2 separate regions of the Mus musculus genome follow, and region 2 is linked to region 1. Evidence: chromatin contacts called from public promoter capture Hi-C data. All regions are on one chromosome and are shown on one strand. The core of a region is the stretch at or near the end of the contact, and the rest is flanking DNA. Distances in the headings are between cores, read along the strand shown.

The links. Promoter capture Hi-C pulls out the DNA fragments that hold promoters and counts their contacts.
Region 2: a promoter capture Hi-C map of neutrophils shows a contact between it and region 1, with 5 times the contacts expected there. The contact joins the promoter of B230319C09Rik here to the promoter of 2310069B03Rik in region 1. A contact is called at or near these places in 1 of 39 promoter capture datasets (neutrophils) and 1 of 115 datasets of contacts at active chromatin or transcription factors (bone marrow-derived macrophages).

The regions. Positions count from the first base shown.
Region 1 is chr6:82,879,414-82,884,640 of GRCm38.p6, reverse strand. It overlaps 2310069B03Rik (RIKEN cDNA 2310069B03 gene), which reads left to right and starts at 2,788. Exons shown (of 4, transcript NR_040520.1): 1 at 2,788-2,872; 2 at 3,332-3,404; 3 at 4,185-4,246; 4 at 5,165-5,227.
Region 2 is chr6:83,438,501-83,443,727 of GRCm38.p6, reverse strand. B230319C09Rik (RIKEN cDNA B230319C09 gene) reads right to left here and starts at 1,973. Exons shown (of 3, transcript NR_028382.1): 1 at 1,623-1,973; 2 at 1,051-1,141. It overlaps Tet3 (tet methylcytosine dioxygenase 3), which reads left to right. Exons shown (of 12, transcript NM_001347313.1): 3 at 2,455-2,511.

The DNA of each region.
Region 1 (5,227 bases), core at 1,539-4,038:
CTTTTAGTTTCCTTGAGGTTTTGAGGTCAGGATAGGAAGTTGCTGTAGGTTGAAAAATGTAAAACCTGAGGCCAGGCATGGTGGCACAGGCCTTTAACCCCAGCACATGGGCAGCAGAAGCAGGGGGATCTTTTTGAGCTCAAGGTCAGTTGGGTTGACATAGTAGGTTTCTGGCCAGCTAGAGATACACAGTGAGAACCCATCTTGGGAAAAGAAAGAAAGAAAGAAAGAAAGAAAGAAAGAAAGAAAGAAAGAAAGAAAGAAAGAAAGAGAGAAAGAAGAGAAGAGAAGAGAAGAGAAGAGAAGAGAAGAGAAGAGAAGAGAAGAGAAGAGAAGAGAAGAGAAGAGAAGAGAAACAAGCCTGCATAGATATCTGGCAAAGGATCATATAATAAGATGTGCACTGGAGCTAGGAAAATGGCTAAGTGACTGGCGTGCTGGCAGAGCAGGAGATGACCTAAGTTCCAGTTCCATAACCTGTTTTAAAAAAAAAAACAAAACAGGATGTAGTGTTTGACGTTTGCAATGCCGGTCAGTGCTGGGTAGGACTGGCAAGGTGGATCCTCGGAGATCCTCTGCCTCTTAGCCTACTTGACAAGCTTCAGACAGATGAGAGACCGTGTCTCGAAACCAAAGTGGACAGTGTTCTGAGGAATGGCATTGAAGTTGACCTTTGGCCTACACACACACACACACACACACACACACACACACACACATGCACACAAGAATGCTTCTCTTAGCGGTTTTATAAAGGCAGCTGTACTACAGTAAACAGACAGAGCCCTGACCTTGGAGGAAGGAGCTGTATGCTGTCTGGTTCCACTTACCGTCCCTATCCGGTAAGTGAGCAAACCACTTTGAGCCTGTGTATCTTTGTCCATAAACTGGTGGGGGTTGGGGGGCAAGAACAACTACCTTCTAAGGTAGTGGTAGGGTCGCATATAGTTCACAAGAGACAAAGGTCAAAAGATGAACAAGCAGATACATGCTGTTTACCCAGGAATCTAAGAGTCAGGATAAAATCAGTTGGTCTTCTAAACAGTGGGATGCTAAAAAGAGCAAACACCATAAAGGTTTTAAAGACTTATGGTGCCTGGCTTGTGGCACCTATCTGTAATCCCAGTGTTTGGGAAGCAGAGGCAAGAAGAGTACAAGATCAAGGTTAATAACCTCAGATACACATATTGGATGCTAGCCTGAGCCGCACGAGACCTTGTCTCAAACAAATAGGAAAAAAAAAAAAAAAAGACTAACACTTATTGAGCCTTCACTGTATGTAGGCATGATAGACATATCTCATTTAATCTCATAAATGAGTAAGTATCACTTGGTAAGATTCTCTTATCCCATTTTATTATTTTACTTTTTATCGTTGTTGTATAAGAGAAAGTCTCACTCTGGAGCCCAGGCTGGTCTGAAACTCACTATGTAGCCCCAGGTCGAACTTGTAGCAGTCCTCCTGCCTCAACCTCTCAAGTGCTGGGATTTCATAAACAATCTTCTCAAACCCATCTTGTAGATGAAAACTGAGGCAGAGAGAAAGGAAGTGACTCACCCCAAGTCCCCAAACAGTCCACGCCCAGATGTTCAGGTGCAGAGCACATTTCTTTTTTCAGTTCTAAAGGACTGTGTATACTATCTCAATTAAAGGGAGCCACAGAGGCTGTGGCCATAACTCCGCTAGTAGAATGCCTTCATAGCATGTACCGAGCCCTGGTTTACTATCAGGTGCCACGTAAACTGGCAATGGTGGCATGAACCCCTAATTCCACTCTCAAGGTCAGCTCAAGGTCATCCTTGGCTACATAGTGAATTTGAGGCCAGCCTGGGGTACCTGAGACTCTGTCTCACGAAGACTCTGTTATTTCCAGGTGGCAGGTGTGGAGCTAATGCACACAAAGGTAACTTCAAGATGACAAACTAGCGATAGTTGGTGTTAAGACTCCAACTCAGTGCCCTCCGTGAGCCACCACGCGAATGCTGTCCTTTAAATACTTCTGTAATAGCTGCTTAGGTTTGGAAAGAGTTCCTCGCTCACAGTAAGCTGGTAGAGTAACCAGCTATGCTGTGATGACCCACAAGTGATGTCTACTGGTCATTCTGAGCAATGCAGACAGGGCGGAGCAGGCTGTAATGGAAATCTCAAGGACATTGCTGTAGTAGGGGTAGAAAATCTGTTCTGAATGAGCCGCCCCAACTACAAGCTTTGGTGGCGAATGTTACCTTACACTTCTGAATAGCATTTGTGGTGTAGGAGTTCATCAACAGGAAATGTGGCCAGGCTGATGAACTGAGGCAGGAGAACTGCTGGGAGTTCAAGGCCAGTTTGGACTAAATGGAGAGACTGGGTCAGAAGAGGCATAAGGGGGTTCAAAACAAAGAAGAGGAAGAAGGAAGGAGAGGAGAGGAGAGGAGAGGAGAGGAGAGGAGAGGAGAGGAGAGGAGAGGAGAGGACAGGATAGGACAGGACAGGACAGGACAGGAGAGGACAGGAGAGGACAGGAGAGGAGAGGAAGGCAGGGAAGGAGGGAGGATGGGAGAGAGGTGAGAGAGCTAGATTCTGTCTGTTGACAGCTATTGAGCTATCGTTCTTTTCAGAACAAGCATATCTAAAGGGCAAGCATAAATTGGAATATCTGCTACCCTGCTCTGAGTCCTCCCTCCAGGCCCGATGGCCCAGTCGGCTGCATTGAAGGAAGTGCGCATGGCCAACGCGCGAGGGCGCTCGGGGTTGTGAGTAACTTGAGCATCAGAATACTGAGTCAGAAACTTGTGATACAAAGCCTCACTCTTCTAACCTTCACCAGTTTAGGTCCACTGGAAAGGCCACCGGAGCAGGCTCGGTGGGTCCTGCAGACCTGCAGCGCAGGTTGGGCCCTAGGCCAGTGCGGGAGCAGCATTCTTTGCCCAGCGGGTAGGACGCCTTTGCGGGTGGGTTGGGTGTGGGGGACTGTGAGCAGAGGCTGAGTGATCAATAGCCTGCGTGGTTATGAGGCTCTCTCCTCCGCCCTCCTGCCAGCTCCAGGGCCAGTCCTGCGTGCTTCATAAAATTTTATGTAACCTTGCCAACAGCCACTGAGATCTGAGCATGTCCGCCCTCCGTGCTGCCACTCCTGGGGACCACAAGGTCATCTGCTTGGGACCTCCAAGAGTGGGCTACTGTGGCGTTCCCCTGACTGGCTGGCTGGCCCCTTAGTGCAGGCCCCTGGAGAGGCAGAGAAGATGGTTTGGGGTCCTGGTCTTGAGACTTTTTATTTTAGACCAGGCAGTGTTGATTAATTTGCACCCCACCTTTCCTCCTCAGGGTTCTCTGTTTCTCCCTTTAAAGACAGGATAATCGACGGGCATGGTGGCACACACTTTTGGTCCCAGCACTCTGGAGGCTGAAGCTGAGGATCTATGTGAGTTCGAGGCCAGCCTGGTTGGTCTTCAAAATGAGTTTCAGGACAGCCAGGACTACATAGAAACCCTGTCTCGAAAAACAAAAATAAGCAAGCAAGCAAACAAACAAAAATTAGGCTAATCATAGTTAAAAAGATAACAGATTTTGGTGGGAAGGATGTATGAGCAGTGACCAGGGTCAAGAGCAGTTTGCTGCTCTTCCAGAGGACCTAAGTTCATTTCCCAGCACAGCGCCCTCTCCTGGCCTCCTTACACACCTGCCTATGCACACACATAAATAAAAAAAATTGTATAAAATTTATATAAAAATTTAATAAAAATTTTTAAAAGATACCTGATGCTGAAGAGGTGTCCCTAATGGTAAACACTTGCTGCTCTTGTTGAGGGCCAGAGCTAAGTTCCCAGAACTGTATCAAGTGGCTCACAACGGTCCATATATAAGTGATTCTCAACCTTCCTAATGCTACCACCCTTTAACATGGTTCCTCATGGGGGGTGACCTCCAACCATGAAATTATTTTGTTGCTACTTCATAACTGTAATTTTGCTACTGTTATAGCAAATATCTGCGTTTTCTGGTGGTCTGAAGTGACCTTTATGAAAGGGTCATTCAACTCCCCCAAAGGATGGCCTGTGCAACCCACAGGCTGAGAATCACAGCTCTGTGGTACCTAGTAACTAATGCCTGGTTTCTGAAGGTACCTATGTGCATATGTGCATACATGCATGTGAACTTACACACACACAATAGCTAACAGACTTCAATGTGCTCTGTTCAGGAATGCTCATATTCATAAGGCAGAGATGAGCCCCAACTCAAGACGCCGTACAGAAGTTGCAGGCAAGTCCTTGGGAGGAGGGCTTTTTTTTTTTTTCTTCCCTTTGTCTTTTTTCTGTTTTTTGAGACAGGGTTTCTCTGTATAGCCCTGGCTGTCCTGGAACTCACTTGTAGACCAGGCTGGCCTCGAACTCAGAAATCCTCCTGCCTCTGCCTCCCGAGTGCTGGATTAAAGGCTGAGAAGGGCTTTTGCATGTGGATTTCTTTCTTAGATCCCTAATTACGTTTCTTAACTCGTGTCAGCTGTGCTCCTTTAAGAAAGGGCGGCTGGACTTCCCGACATCACTCAGGTGAAACATGAAGCCATGACCTTAAAATCCAAACAGTACCTCAGACACTCAAAACCCCAACGCTCCATGAATCACTGGCGGTTCTGCAAGCCCGGAAGTTGCATTTATTCAGCAACAGGTTAGGGAGACTTCTATTACTCAGCCAGTCTGCTGACAGATAGTTAGTTCTCCCCGAGGTTTATAATTATGACAGTGACTGCACATGAACAACGTAACTGGCATCCCCTGTCACCTACTGGCACTCCAACACAAAGAATCATTAACTCAGTGGGTGGCAGACTCACCTCAGTTTATCCTCCCTCCCCTCCTACCCTCCATGAAAGCGGGAGTAATTAGTCCTCTGGGAAATTACTCTTCACTCAACTTTCCTTACCTGTGTTTGACTTCCTTTCCACCAGCTCAACCTTCACGTGACTCCTGTGACTCCCGCAGCCTCTGCCCCTCCCTGCCTCACCCACCCATCCCTATCCACCGCTCCCCACCTGACCCCCCCCCCTCCGGGAAACCACGTGTCTAAATTACACCCTGTGGAATTTGATTATAGCTGATTAAATGCATTGTTACAGATTGCCCTGACTTGCTCTCAGTTTTCTTCCTGAAAGAATAATCTTCCATGTTTCTCTTTGTGCAGTGGTTAACATTGAAATCGGAACTGTGTAAAGTGCAAAGAGTGAGCGTCAGTGGAGTGAGTGCC
Region 2 (5,227 bases), core at 724-3,223, 560 kb before region 1:
CCTAGGAAAGAGGGAAGACAGGGCCCCACCCACGTGGGGACCGACTGTAAATAAAGGACTGCTTGAATGTGACTGGTGCTGCAGAAGAGGCCGAATGTTGTTCCTGGGGCCCGGGAGGAGCCTGGCTGGGAAGGCTTGCTGGCAGAGGGCCTGGCAGAGGGAGGGAGGCACTGTTTGGATTCAGCCATGCAGTACATTAGCATGCGGGGGAGGGGTCAGGAAGCGGCATTGGGAAGGGTGAAGATATTAGTATTCTCAGATCCGTTTGTCAGGAAGTGGTCACTTGAAGTGACCCAGTTGTCTTTATATCTTCCTGGGCTTAGAGAGAAAAAGGGGTTTCAGAGGATGAGAAGGGTTCAGGTTTGAATTCCTGCCCACTAATTTTCTAGGGCAAATTGTTCATTATCCTCCAATACTCTCCATATCCCTCTCCTGAAAACAAGCTGTGTGTAGAGAAAAATGAGATGAACCTACAGCATGGTTGGCACAGGGCTTGGTATGTAGCGGGGGGGGGGGGGCCTGAAGCACTGTGACTGCCATAGAAGAGGCAGTATTGATATTGTCCACACTGTCTCTCTGTGTGGGGTGCATATGCACAGGGCTTAATAGCACAGGGCTTTAGGGAACCAGGAGAAGGAAGGGGATTCATGTAGGCTGGTCAGGAGTGAGTTAAAAGACAAACATGCAGTTTGTCACATCAAGTCATGATTTAGGACATTGTCCCTTTATCTTGTCTGCTCTGGGAGGGACCCAGTAGGACTGCCTCTTGTGCCAAAGGGGAGACAGGTGTGGGCCCTGAAGCCTCCATATACCAGAAGCAGGCTTGGCCCGCTCCTAAAGAACTTATCTGATTCTGAACACCCCCTGGGGGCCCTGGGGTGGGGCACAATTCTGCATTTGGGGTGGAATGGGTAATAGAACGAGTCACTGGAGCAGGGGTGCTCATCTGTGAGTCACTTCTCTCAGGCCTCAGCTTACTCATCCGTGAGAATGAGAAGGCACCCTGAGCTCTGGCAGAGATGTAGAGTGCTGGAAGCCAGCAGCACCTACCTTGTGTCAGGCAGTGGCTCTGTGCCTTCTCAGGCCCTCACAGCTGCATGAAATGGCTGCTGGTTCCATTCTTCAGTTGAGCAGAGAGAGGCTAAGAGAGGTAAGTTACCACAGGCTAGGAATGGGATATGTGGGTACCAAAGTGAGGTAGAAGCCTGGATGTTCCCCTTCCGAGAGGGGGATGGGACAAAAGAGGATGCCTGGGTATTGAATCCCAGAAGGTGAATTGCTAGGACCTTGCTATCCCCCCCCCCCGCCCCCCACCATGGTCTCCTGGTCACCGAACCCTTGGTATGCCTATAGTTAGAGAACTAGAAGGAAACTCTTAAGGGCGGGGAGCCCAGGGCGTTTTTTTGGACGGGTCATCTGGTGGATCTTCTCCAGAAGAGAAACTTGTTTAAGAAAATTGCATTTCAGTACTGTTCGGTTGTAAGGCTATGCCGGAGAGGGCATAGCGGACTTGGGGAAGCACAGGTTATATGGGCTATAGCCAGTTTTCCGAGTGGGGTGTAAGAGGGCAGGGGAGTAGAACTATAGAATGGCGAAGGATATGGTCTTCAGGGAGGACTGACCTGGCTTGGAGTTTGAGCTATGCTGTGTTCTAGCGGTGTCACCTTCGGTAAGTTACTCCACTCATCTGCAGTCTGCAAAGCGGGGGGCGGGGTTGGGGGATGGATGTGAGGCTTCTGCTGCCCTGGATTCTCCTTGGAGAACCAGAGCTCCAGCTCTGCTCTGGCTGAGAGTGGCCGGTATGGGATACCCACATACTGCCGCTCCCCACCCCTTCGCCGTACTCCAGTTGCACCCGCTAGAACTGCAGGGGACGTCTTGTGTATGTTGCCAGGGGTAGGAGGGTGCCCCGGGATCCCCGGCCTGCCTGGGAAGCAGCCCTTGTGGCGATGGCTCCCTCCACCAAGGCCCCTGCCTGGCTGCTGGGCAGGTCCTTGGCGGGGAGGGCCGGGCGCGGGATTGGCTGGCGCGCGCGCCGCCCCCTTGCACACCAGCCTGGCGGGGCGGGAGCAGCCGGCAGCTGGCCGCCGCCTCTGCAGTGCCTCCCTCGGTGCGCTCCCTCGGCGGGGATAATGGGAGGCCCGGCGGCGGCCGATGCAGTAGTGGAGGCCGGCCGAGGTAGAGCGCTGGGCCTGGAAGGGAGGGGAGGCCGTGTGCAGGCCGCGAGCGGGTCCCGGGGATCTCCAGAGGCCGGAGAACCGAAGCAGGAAAACAAAACACTGGAAGGCGCAGGGGCCCAACAGTGCTGGGGAGGCAGCTGGAGCAGGAAGATGGTCCCGTCCAGCCTTTCTTCTCCGGGCCCTTCCCCTCCAGTGTGCTGGGGCCTGTGCTGGACTGCTCTGCTCCTTGCCTGCTACCGGCCTGCCTCACCAGTGTCTTTGGCTTCTTTTGCAGGTGGAAATAAATGCTCGTGAAGGAACGGGGCCCTGGGCACAAGGGGCGACTGTCAAGGTACCCTGCGTGTTTGTGTGTGTGTGTGTGTGTGTACGTGAGTGCGTGCGCGCTTGCCCTTGTGTATGTGTGCGTGTGTGTATGTGTGCGTGTGTGTATACGTGGGCTTGCACGGTGGGGGTGAAGTGTTTGACTGGATTGGATAAAAATAAAGGGTCTCCTCTGGTGATCCCTTAATCTCCCACTGTGTGTGTAGCAGCAGCTGAGGGGGAGGGGCGGCGCGAGTGTGGGCGGCCAATGAATTCTCAGGCCTGTGTGGGTTTTGTTTGGATTCGTTTTGCTTTCTCAGCTGGATGGTTTGGGTGCAGTTGGGGTTTGGCGTTTGGTTTGTTGAACTGTATGTATATGTGTGCGCTGTGCGTGTGTGCGCATGTGCGTGTGTGTGTGTGTGTGTGTGTGTGTGTGTGTGTGTGTGTGTGTTTTAAAGACGTACAACCCACTTCCCACCCCTGCCTCTGGAAATCTCTGGAGAATGGCCCTGGCACTGTTGGTTTGCTTCCAATCTGCAGAAATCCCCGGGGTGCGTTGTCTCGGGGAAGTGGGGGTGAAAGACAGTAAGGGGGAGGGAGAATTGCACTCCTGAGTCTGAAGCTGATAGGGTGTCATTAGTCATGCTGCTGTCACCATGGAGATGGCTGAAGAGAGGAGAGGAGGTGGTGGGGGTGAGGATATTTTGGGTAGGGTGGGGGCTGATGCAACATCATGGCTGGGAAGCCAGCGGGTGTCTGCTGTTATTCTGTGCCACTTGGTGTCTGGGAGACTGGGAAGGCAGTGTTCCCTGGTGTGAGGGAAGCAGAGAAAGGGGCTTTGAGCCATTCCAGGTGGGTTTTTCAGAGGGTGGTGTAGGTTTTGGGGAGAGGAGAATGAAGAGTCTGGGGAGAATCTGATCAAGAATCTATGACTAATCTGCCTAGGTTAGCCAGGTCCCGCTCAGTAGGTTCCTTCTAGTTTGCCCGGGTTTACAGGGCCAGGGGCTCACTCTAAGTTTGGAATTACTCAGCAGTAGCCTCTGGCCCAGGAGGTTGGGGAGGGGAGGAGAGGGGGACTGGGACAGAAAAGAACACCTCAGCTGCCTCTAAAGAGCAAAGGTTGGGATGAGTGTGGTGACAGGTGGGCAGGCCAGGCCTGGTGGGGCTCTGCCTTGCACAGAGGAAGCCCTGAGCCTGGTTGCTTAGGTAGCAGGTGGGCGAGCTGTGAGTGTCCCTGCATGCCCCTAGTCTTTCCTGCCGATCTACCTCCTGCTTCCTGGGAAAGCTGTGGGAAGCACTGAGGGGGTGCTGGAAATGGCACTCTGCCACCTTGCTGTCTGTGTGGTGACACCGGCGGGGTGGGGTTCTGCTTCCTCCTGTGTGTCAGGGGTTCCCGGGCTAACTTACAAGGTGGATATGAAGGCCAGGGTTATTCCCTGGCCTCTTCCCAAGCAAAGCCTTGAAGGTGGTGGATTTTGCTTCTGAAACAGCTTCTTAGGAAGGAAGAGCCCAGTGATGGCTCTCTGGGGGAGCTGGCATGCCTTGGTGAGGCTGGGAGTTGTTGGTAGTCATCTGGGAAGGAACTGTGGGGGACCCCAGGCTAGTAGAAGCATTGGTGATACTGTTTGTGCGTGCGTGCTGAGAGAACTGTGAGCTCATATTGGCTCGCTTACCCTCTTGGGAGCCAGAATCCAGTTTCCCACCTCCGCTTCCTTTGGCCACCCACTGCTGGCTGGGGGAGTTGTAGTCGCCCGCCTGGTATGCTGTTCCAGGTTGTGGGCGCTGGAGATGTTAGGATTATGAGGCAGCCTCTTCTGTCCCTCAACTCTGAAAGACAGACAAAAGGATAGGGACACATGGGCTTAGGGAGACAGGGAAGCCCCCGCCTTCTGTACCTACTTCGTTGTCTGCTTATTCTCTCAAGCTGCCTGGCTGCCCGCCTGCCCTCTGGTGATGGCTCTCCACAGCAAACCTGCTTCTTTCTACTCCACTAGCATTCTCTCTCTTTCTGCCACCTGTTGTGCTACCCTGGGATGTACCCCATACCTTGGCCCTAGTGTTGGGGAAATCCAGAGAAAGCCCTCGCTAGGCTAGGTCTCCCGGCGTGAGCTGTTCTCAGGAGCTTCATTCGTTTTGCCCCCAGCATGGATCTACTTATATTGACTTACCTGCCTGAGAGCCATAGCTTCCTCTCAAGCTTAAGAGGCTTTGTCTTCTCCGCACATTGGATTTTCTCAGCTGGCCTGTTGTGGCAACAGAGTTTTGCCCACTCTATCAGGCCATGGTAAAACAGCTTCTCCTGTGGTCAGGATAAAGGGAGTATGTGTACAAGTGTGTGTGTGTATGTGCAGGTTCCCACAGGATGGGTATGGGAGGGGTAAGCCCCAAGGGTGAATGGTGTCCCACAGCCAGAAGAAATAATGCATGTCTCCTTGTGTGCTAAGTGCTGCCAGGACTATTCTGATGCGTGGGTGTGCACAGTCCTGGCACAGCCACAAAGCTGAGCTTGGTGAATGCAAGTTGTCGGTTTACTGTACATTGTGCTTCATGTCGTTTACCCATGATATATCCCAGGGAATATGCCATAGCATAAGTCCCCTCAGCTGCCTGCACAGAATACAGTGCCCAGTGTGAGAGCTCCCACACTCTGCCTCATGGGAGCATCACTCCACTGGCTAAGGATATCTGGAAACTATTTTGGTACTGGGCCCAGGATCTTTGTCTTCTATCTCTCCTTTTGACCACCC